Linked DNA regions of Ovis aries: region 2 is linked to region 1. Evidence: chromatin contacts called from public Hi-C data. All regions are on one chromosome and are shown on one strand. The core of a region is the stretch at or near the end of the contact, and the rest is flanking DNA. Distances in the headings are between cores, read along the strand shown.

Evidence for each region. Hi-C and Micro-C count contacts between places; a contact is called where the count stands out from the background.
Region 2: a contact with region 1 is called in a Hi-C map of blood, with 3 times the contacts expected there. The contact joins the promoter of TXN2 here to the enhancer-like site in region 1. A contact is called at or near these places in 6 of 16 Hi-C or Micro-C datasets (blood, omental adipose tissue and tail adipose tissue).

Annotation. Positions count from the first base shown.
Region 1 is chr3:180,402,475-180,407,546 of ARS-UI_Ramb_v3.0, reverse strand. The region is part of intron 3 of MYH9 (myosin heavy chain 9); the gene reads left to right. Among named protein-coding and RNA genes, the nearest start is that of MYH9, 44 kb to the left of the region's middle. Within about 2 kb of position 1,531, at least 30 of the 54 cell types and tissues checked have an H3K27ac peak or open chromatin away from gene starts, as enhancers often do.
Region 2 is chr3:180,536,889-180,541,752 of ARS-UI_Ramb_v3.0, reverse strand. It overlaps TXN2 (thioredoxin 2), which reads left to right and starts at 1,344. Exons shown (of 4, transcript XM_004006719.5): 1 at 1,344-1,409; 2 at 2,239-2,501; 3 at 4,504-4,627. The coding sequence starts at 2,239. It overlaps LOC105610956 (a long non-coding RNA gene), which reads right to left and starts at 1,155. Exons shown (of 3, transcript XR_001434419.4): 1 at 1,076-1,155.

The sequences.
Region 1 (5,072 bases), core at 282-2,781:
CCCTGTCTTTCCTTTTCCATGAGGGGTTATTTCAGAGGGTGAAACTGGCCTCAGGGGTTGTTAGATCTCTCCAGATGTCCTCATGACCTTTGCTGTGGGCCGTCTATACCCACATGTGGCTTTTGAGTCTCCCTCCATCCTGGCAGACCCATGAGAGCTGCCTCAGCAGCAGCCCACTCTGAGAAGTTCTTGCTCCCAGCCCTGCCTGCCAGAAGCAGTGGTTTGGGCAGGTTTACCTGTGCACTAGGAGCTTACCTGTGTGAGCCACCGGATGCATTTTGACCAAGAGGGGGCTTATCTGGGGCCTCCTAACAGAATGAAAGAGCAGTCCCTTGAGTTTCTTCCTAATTGTCAGCGGTGCTGGTGGGGATGCCTTCCAGACCTCTGCCTCCTGTGCCTGGGGACTGGGGCCTCTGCAGAGTCCACACCCCGCCCCTACAGGGGGAGAGCGTGGGCAGAGGCACCGAGTGGGGTTGGTCCCCTGGCTTCTGGTTCAAGTGTCTGCTTGGTCTGGGCCCACCTTTGTTCCTGAAGAGAACACGGCTGGTGACACCGCCATGTGCTTGGGAGCCATCAGTGGGTTTTTCTCCCTGCTCACTGACTGCAGTGCGGTGCTGGTAGGTTCCCTTGGGTGCCATGACACAGGCCGCCAAGGCTTGGCAGCAACCCACTAACAGGAGGCATTATTTTGCCCCCTCTCTTCCTCACCTCTGTTTGCTTCCTATGCACTTAACCCAAGCTCATGACTTGGGCTGGCTTTGGAAAAAGTAGCAGACAGCTTGCAAGGCTGGCGTGACCCTTCATGAGTGGGAATAGCACGTCACGTGCAGCCCTGAGGCCCTGGCCTATGGGAGCAGTGTGGGGAAGAATCTGGAGGCCTGGCTTCTTGGCCCAGCTTATATGCTTTGACCAAGTCATTGGGTTTCTCAGGACTTAGTGTCCTGACTTCTAGATGCAGCTGATGGGACCACCTGTTGTCTAGAACCTTCCCAGCCCCCACGTGTGAGCTTAAACCCACAAGTCTCTCCACATTTTACACCTGGCAAAGTGCCTGGTGTTTTCGCCCACTGTGACCAAGTCTCAGGAGAAGTAACCTGCAGCTCTGGAATTTGTCCCCGCAGCTCGAGGCTTCTGTCCCAGGCAACACCGAGCAGGGGTCTGACAGTGGGCGACCTGGGGGTCTGTTGTGCAGTTTTAGCAAAAAAACAGCCGCCTTGGTGTGGACAGTCGCAGGCCCACTGGTTGTGCCATCTCTCACCCATTCAGGTGGGCTGTCGAAGCTGCAGTTGCCCTGTGAATTCATTTTTGCTTGGGCTGTATCCACATCTCAGTCCGTTCTAGAGAAAAACACGGTTGATCTGAAGACGGGTCCTGTAGGCAGAACCCTGTTCCAGGTGCCTCCAGAGAGCAGCCCTGCGGAAGGCCAGCAGGCGTTATCTGAGTGAGCGTCCGATGAGTCAGTCCTGGGCAGCCGCAGTGGGTGAACCAGACCTGTTCCCTTCCTCCCATACTTCCTGTCGGGGCTGATGTCACATCACGGCTGAGTGAGCCGCGTGGCCTTTTATGGACAAGAATCGGCAGCTCCTTTCTCAGAGGAAGTGAGTGAGAAGGCCCCTCACAAAAGCCTGTAAAGCCTGTACCTGGCCTGAAATACCTGTGGTTGGCGCTCCCCCCCGCCCCCCTTCACAACCTGCGACGGGGCCTCCTGAGCTGGCTGGAAACACCTGTCCATGTGGACATCAGAATCAGCTCCAAAAGGCCTCAGGGCATTTGGGGTTTAAAATAAAATCCAGGGAGGGAATGGCCTCATCACTGGATATGTAACTTAAAACCTTTCTCACTGTTGTGAGGAGGCCATGCATTTGGGAGAGCTGGAAGGTGCAGAGGGCTGGGGTCATTCCGGTCAGTCTCCAAACCCTGCCCTGTGTCTCAGGCTTTATTCATCCGCCTCATTTGATCCTTGGAGCGGCGCTGCCAGGGAACCCTGCCCTCCCATTGCCTGGAGGCTGAGGGGCTAGGCGTCCTGTGGGGACGTGCAGGACGAGGGTGCTGTCCCGGCTCTAGGGCACCCAGCCAGCGGCTTTCTTCTCTCCCCCGTGGCTCCAGACACATGGACCGGTAGTTGTAAAGTGTGTTCCCAGGAACCCTGTCTCCACCTCCCAGGCAGCTCTGGTTTTTGTCTCCTACTCTTCATATGGGGCACTCAGGAAGATTTTCCTGAGGAAAGGCTGCTGCTGCTTTTAAAATCTGTATTGAATTTGTTACAATATTGTTTCAACATTTTGGTTTTTTGCTATGTGAGATCCTAACTCCCTGACCAGGGACTGAACCAGAAGGCATTGGAAGGCAGAGTCTCAACCACTTGACCACCAGGGAAGTCCCTGCTGCAGCTTTTAAAAGAGTTGAAAATCACTGCAGAGATTCGTGTTCCTGTCTCTACCCTGTCCCTGCTGAGGAAGGATCAGGGCAGGAGAGGTTCAGGGGCCCTAAGTCAGACTACTGTCTTCATCCTGTGGGAGCCTGTTTCCCAGAACTGGATTTTCTCTGGTGGGTGCACTTCCCTGGTTCTGGGCTGTTGGATTCCTATCTGTCTGTCTCCTCTATAGTGGAGGAAGGAAGGGTGTTTTCAAATAAGACTTCATTCCACATAGGCTCAAATAAGGACTTGAGCAAACAATGGAGTGGGCTGGACTCTCAAGGGTCCGTGTCCCTAGAGAGGACCGTATGGGGAGAGCTTATGGGGTGTGTGTTAAGGAGGGTTCTGGCCGGAATGCACTGGGGCCCCAGCACAGTAAACCAAGCCAGGGGGAGAGTCACTGAGAATTCCCTCCACCCTCCCCCATCTCCTGCCTGACCCCTGGTGGCTCAGCAGTAAAGAATCTGTCTGCCAATGCAGGAGACCTGGGTTTGATCCTTGGCTCAGGAAGATCCCCTGGAGAAGGAAATGGCAACATATTCCAGTATTCTTGCCTGGAAAATCCCACGGACAGAGGAGCCTGGTGGGCTGTGGTCCATGGAGTTGCAAAGAGTTGGGCACGACTAAGCGACTAAACAAAAACAATAGCCCTACCCAGAAGAGATGCTTCTGAGTGCAGGAACAGAGCCAAATGCCGTGAGACAGGCTTGTGCAGACCAGGGGCGGTGCCTGCCTCACGAGCCTCCTAAGAGGTGCCGACGCAACCTTCTATAAAAAGAGAAATTGACAGGTTCTGGGGGATGTGGGCAGGTGGATTTAGGGATGCCGAGTGGTTGGGGCCTTCCCTGGTGGCTCAGACGGTGAAGCATCTGTCTACAATGAGGGAGACCGGGGTTCGATCCCTGGGTCGGGAAGATCCCCTGGAGAAGGAAATGGCAACCCACTCCAGTACTATTGCCTGGAAAATCCCATGGACAGAGGAGCCTGGTAGGCTACAGTCCATGGGGTCGCAAAGAGTCGGACACGACTGAGCGACTTCACTTTCAAAAAAGTGGTTGGGGCAAGAGTTGAGGAAATCAGAAACGCCTCCTGTCAGGCTTCCTCTGCAAAACTATTTGCCTCAGCAAATGTTCTGGCGAAGCAAATTAAGGTTTCTTTAAAGTGTAAAATTCAAGGGTTAGAGGGTTTCCTTTTAGGCTGTGTTGACAGTGGTACCTTGGCTTCAGGAGCTGGAGGTGAAAAGTCAGAGCAGGGAGAGCTGGAGATGGAGTGGGTGAAGCTTACATGAAGCGTTTGGTTCTGGAAGTGGGATGTGAAGTGTGTGCAGGCCTCTGTGTAAGTGTATCTGTGTGTGTGCACCCACAGGTGTGCGTGTCTATGTGTACATGTGCCTGTGTGCGCGCTCATGGCTCTGCACATGTGCCCAGGCACGTCTGGTCTTTGCATTCATGTGTATGCGTGTCCACATGCAACTTGTCCACAACCCTGTGTGTGTGCGTGTGGGTCTGTGTGCACAGTGCGACTGTGTGTGCGTGCCCACACGTATATGTTTGGGGCCTCTGCTTCCTGTTGTTCAGCCGTTCAGCATCTGACTCCCCCTCACACAATCAGAGGAATTCCAGCCGTCCCAGGGACCAGGCCCGGACAGCCCTGGGAAAACGGTTCCTCTGGAAGGGATGGGAATGTTTCCTTTTATGGTAGCCTCAGCCGCCACTGCCTGCAGACTTGCCGCGCCGCGCAGGTACATTCTTGCCTGCTCCCAGGGAGCGGGACTGAACACGCTAGCTGCTGGGCAGCCTCTGAGATGCAGCAGGGGGTGGGGGAGGGAGGCCTGACCCCATCACAGCTGTGTTCTTTCAGATCTGTGCCGCCCCCCACCCCCCCAGTCCCCTTATTCTCTTATTCTGCCCTGGCTTCCCCTACCTTTAGCACCTCCCTCCTTACCCTCCCCCTGCCTTCCCTTCCCTGCTGCCTTATCGGGAACCCCTCTGGGTCTGTCTCAGGCTCTGCTGTGCAGCCTTGAAGGGCCTTGTTCTTTGGGAAAGTCGAGAGCTGGAAGCAAGGTCACCCTCCGGGTCTGCTCTGAACTCTTGCCCAGTGGGGGGCAGGGTGCAGGCTATGTCCGTGTGAGTGGCCGAGTTCCCTCCACACCCCCGCACTGTTGATATTTCTCAGGGCTGGAGGGGCCGCTGCAGCTTGTGTTGGATGTGAGCATTCTTGTTGCTCCTCCCTGGCTGGACTCCCTTTCTCCCTCTCGAGACAGGAGAAGAGGTGATCGTCAGAAATGTGCAGCCGAGTGGGGTGCTGGGATTAGCATGCAGGAGGGTCCCCTCACAGAGAGGCACGTGACCTTGCTGCGCAGTATCTGCTGGTGCCCAACAGCTAAATCCATCTCTCGAGCCTGAACGCACAGGCCGCCCTGAGTCTGCCTCGAGATGCCCTGTCCTGCAGGGTCCTGGCTGGGCAGTCGAGCCCGTGAGGGTGTTCTTCCAGATGGCTGATGTCAGTTTCTCTCCAGCACTGAGGCTCCTGACAACTGCTGGAACCCTGGTTACTTGTCACCTAGTTCCTCCACGTCCCTGACCGAGTCAGCACCACCCATCGTGGTGACTTCTTGATGGGGAGGTAGATGGACAGCAGCTGCCTGTGAAGTCCA
Region 2 (4,864 bases), core at 95-2,594, 130 kb before region 1:
CCTAATCTGGTAGCTGGCAGCACTTCCTCAGATGGACAGTAGAGGGAAAAGCCTTCCAGTCATTGGGAGTAGCAACTACACAGCACAAGCATAGAAGAGAGATTTAAGCAAACTCTATGTAATTAGGATTCCCACTGGCTGTAGTGTAGATTGAAATGGAGGCGTGAGAGATGGGGCTCTGCCAATTTACCTGCTTCATGACCTTGGGCAAGCCATATAACCAACCACTCAGACTGTGAACCATTCTCTGGGATAGCAAAAGATATGCAGTTTTATAAGCATCTATGGCACATTCTCTGTGAGTCAGGCACTGTATCAGGTTGGTGCTGGGCCTATGGAAATGTGTAAAAGCTACAAATCCCTACTCTCAGGAAGCACATGATCTCGTGGAAGACAGACACTGTGCAACGTGTCAAAGTTCTGGACAAAGCACCAGGGAGAAGGAGGCAAGAAATGTTGCTCGAAGAAGAGGTGATGAGGAGGTATTCTACCAAGTGGACAGAGGGGAAAAAAAATTTTTTTTAAGCAAAGGCAAGGAGGAAGGACAAGGCACTGATGTATTCACAGAACAGGTCATAAGGTAAGGTACAGGGTGCAGGAGAGACAAGGGGTGACTGAGACACCAGCCTGGGACACACGTGCCTAAACCCCTGTTGTCCATGACAGTGACAACAGATGTGCAAGCAAGACCCAGGCCCAAGCAGGTTCACAGGTCATCACACTTTACGAGGGGCCTCAAAGGCAAGCCCTCCAAGTAACATGGCCATCTGGTATCTAGTCTGGGCCCAGTTCCCCAGCATTCCAAAGAGACGAGCTTGAGGGTCCTGGGGGGAGAATAAGTATAGCCTTTCAGGTCACATATTGAGAAACTGAAGCCCCCAGGGGCAGGGTGACTTGCCCCAAACCCTGAGATTATACAGTCGCTTGCGACACCCAAGGGCCACAATGCGCCCTCTTTGGCTCCGAAGAAGCACCGAGACAATGAGACAAAGGAGTGGTCGATGTTGTACGGCCGATAAGCCAAGAGTTTGCAAACTCCGGAACCACACCTCCCGCCCTTCTCTCCAGCCAGTACCTTGCGGACGCCCTCTCCTCCTTCCCTTCCTCTTCCGGCTCCTCCCCTCCGGCCTGCCGGCCTCTTCCGGCTCCTCCTCTGGAGACACGCCCCTTCCGGTCTCTCCCCTAAAGAACGGCCCCCTTTCCGGTTTCTTCCTCCAGGAGTCCTTCTCTTCCGGTTTTCAGCTGAGGCTCCGCCCCCGTCTTTCCTCGCGTTACGGAAAGACTTGCTCTAGGTTGCCCGTCCCCGGAAGTGACGGTAAAGGCTCGCCCCCTCGGGAAGTGACAACAGAAGTGCCCTTGACCGGTGCGGAGGGACCCGCTGTGCATCCCTCCGCTCTCGCTGCAGGGAGGTAGGAGGCCCTTGGGGTGGCTCGAGGTGATGTCGCGGCTGAGGCACACTGCAGGCGTTTTCCTGTGCGGGCCGGCGGCCCAGCGGGCGGAGACCGTGGAGGGGGGAACCTGTCTTCCGAGGAGCCGGGGTCCCTGCTGACGTCCAGTTCCCCAGTTCCTTCTACACACACGTCCCTCCTTTTTAGTTCCCCCACATTCCTGCCCCCATGCCTCTTCGTTGCTCCCTGAATTGTGGTTCCTCTTTCCTGATCCTTTGACAACCCTCTCTTTGTCTTTAATTTTCCATTAAAATACTTTTAGGGAGAGTAATCGATAGAGTAAGAATTTCTCAGACCGCCTTGGGTTCCATTGTTGACTCTTATTTAATAATGTATTTTGGGCATGTCACAATTTACCTGAGCCTCGGAATCCTTTTGAGTGATAGCGTTATTGAAACATTCGCAACGTTGATCTAGGAAGACTAATGTACGTAAGATACCTGACTGTTAGGGGATGCTTTGTAAATATTGGTTCCTCCTCTTCTGTTGTAATTCCGTAAGATCCTGATTCATTGGTTGTCGACCCAGTTTTCTGGTACTGTTTGTTTTTGTTTTTTTTTTTAACCTGTGCTGGTTATTGATTCCTTCCCTTTGATTCTCATCCTTTACTCACCTCTACTCCAGAAATCTTATGGATTATTTTCCAGCGTTTTACTTCTGGTCCTGCGTCTTGAACCTCCCCCTCACCAACCACCACCACCACCACCACCACCGTACTCCCACATGCGTCTTTATTATTATTTCCTGATATGTTGACTGCCCCCACTGTCCCTGCCTCTTCCCCTCACAGATGGCTCAGCGACTTCTTCTGAGGAGGTTCCTGACCTCCATAATCTCTGGGAAGCCCTCTCAGAGTCGGTGGGCACCCGTTGCCTCCAGGGCCCTGCAGACCCCACAGTACAGTCCTGGTTACCTGACAGTAGCACCCAGCCAAGCCCGGTCTATATACACCACCAGAGTCTGTTCAACAACCTTTAACATCCAAGATGGACCTGACTTTCAAGACCGAGTTGTCAATAGTGAGACACCAGTGGTTGTGGATTTCCATGCACAGTGAGTCCTGGGGTTTCGCGAAAGCCTGGGGTATGGCTTGTTCAGGTATTTATTTATTGAGAGGCTTCTGTGTCTCAGTACTCCGTTTGATACTTCTCATAGATGGACTCGGGGTCACAAAAAGTCAGATACAACTAAGTGAATGAACAACAACATACTTAGACTCATTGCAAAGGCTGAGGAGACCCAATCCCTTCTCGCAAAGATTACGTGTAGTTTGATAGGAGACAGACTAGTAAACAGTCTTCAGAACTCACTCCGTATATCTATGGCTTATTTATGTTGATGTATGACACAAATCAATGCAATATTGTTAAACAATTATCTTTCAATTAAAAATAACTTTTAAAAACTCACTATGATTAGTGCTTGGAAGCACTTATATTCTGTATCTCACTGCCCAAGAGGCTCAGGTCGTTTTCAACTCAGGGAAAACATGCCTCTAGCATCATCTGCCCTTTGGTGTATACCAAATGTATACAGATCCCTGCAGAGAGTTAGTTTTATTTTAACCTCTTGCCATCCAGACTGGAAAGGGCTGGCAAAAAGTTTTCAGTGCCATTGCAGTGGTGCCCACACTTGCAGGCCATGGGCAGAGAGTTTCTTTCCAATGCTGTATGAGTTCGTTTTAGGGATATTTAAGTGCCTATGGTCTTCTGGTGGTTGGCCTGGCCTTCTTCATTTCTGGACCTTTGAGACCTGGCTCAATGTCTGACTCCAAAACAACTGGACAAACCCCTCAAAATAGGGCAGCCTGAAAGGAACCAGTGTAGCCTGAGTTAAAAGTTGGAAGGCCTTCTGGACAAACCACTGACAGATTCTTTTGGTTTTGTTCCTATTCTTTCTCTGACTCACCATGTACCTTGGGCAGGCCATGTGGTGGCCTTGTTCCTTCTTGTCTTCACTTGTGGTGGGAGATAAAGCCTTGCAGACTGGGTTTTTAGGTGTTGTGAGTTTATTTGTTGGAATCTCTGAATGCAAAGGGTTTTAAAGGCTGAGAATAAAACGGGAGTCACCAACCAAGGATTCATGGAAGGCAGAGCTATCCTGCCATCCTGGTCTGGTGAGTACACCAGAGAGAGCTTCCAAGATGGATGAAGAGTTGGCTGATGCCTCATCTTCTTCCCCACCAAGAAAGCAAGGGTTGAATTTGTTCATTGAGTGCCAGCCACTGTCCTTAGTGCCACATACTTAGGGATAACAGCCTAGGCTTACCACTTGGAGGGGAACATCTGTGTCCAGTGCAGTCATGGCGGTTGACCCAGGGCCTCAGGGATCACAGAGTAACCTGGGCCTCAAAGAGGACCCTTGGAACACAGTCTTGGATGCAGTCCCAGACCTTGCACAGTTCTGGGAACTTGTATGGGCCTCAGTTTCTTAGGAAGATTTTTTTTTTTTTTTCCTTTGCTAGGTTGACGGTTCTGAGTAGTAAAAACTGAAGAGGTCCTGGTGCTGTGACTGGCATGTCATGAAACTCCCTAGCCACTGGTTTCTGCTACCTTAGTTCTGAGGCTGTGAGGTGTTTGAAGTAACTCCGCAGCTTACAAAGCACATTTATCCACATCGTGTTAGTTAATTTGTCATCACAGCTTTGACAGCCACAGTCTCTTTCACATGAAGAAACTGAGGCTTCAGAATAATTAGCTGATTGGTGAGAAAGCCTGTCTTTGAACCTAAACGTTTTAACTTCAAATCCCATTTTCCTCTGTACAACAGTTTATTTCTTTTAGGTAGAGTGAAATTAGTGAAATAACTCTTCTAAGAATCTTAGGATGAGGCCCATGTTATTAGAAATCCAGGACCTGTGAAAATTCCCTGGTTACAGAGTCTCCTGTAATTAACCGGCATGTCAGCATTGCAGGTTAACATTCACACACTGTAGGGAGAGGTAACCAGGGGAGAGGGTCCAGCAGAGAGACGTAGGATGAGGGAAGGTCCCAGAGGACTATAGATCATTGGGCGAGCACTTTTGTGATGGGATGCTTCTTTCTTCCCTTCCAAGGTGGTGTGGTCCCTGCAAGATCCTGGGGCCCCGGTTAGAGAAGGTGGTGGCCAAGCAGCATGGAAAGGTGGTGATGGCCAAAGTGGATATCGATGATCACACAGACCTCGCCCTAGAGTATGAGGTATGGATCGGCAGGGGATTGCTACAGGGCAGCTGGTGGGGGTGCTTGGGGTCACGGGGTAGCTGGAAATGTCTTAGGGACCAGCAGGGAGTCAGTAAGGGGGTGTCCTGATTCTTTCTAGAACTCTCAGGGGTTTAGAACTTTGCAGCTGTGACTCCATTAATCTTCTGAGCCTTCTGTCTCTCTTCAATACCTTTAGGAACTGGGATGTATGATCCCAAACACCAGGTTTTTCTC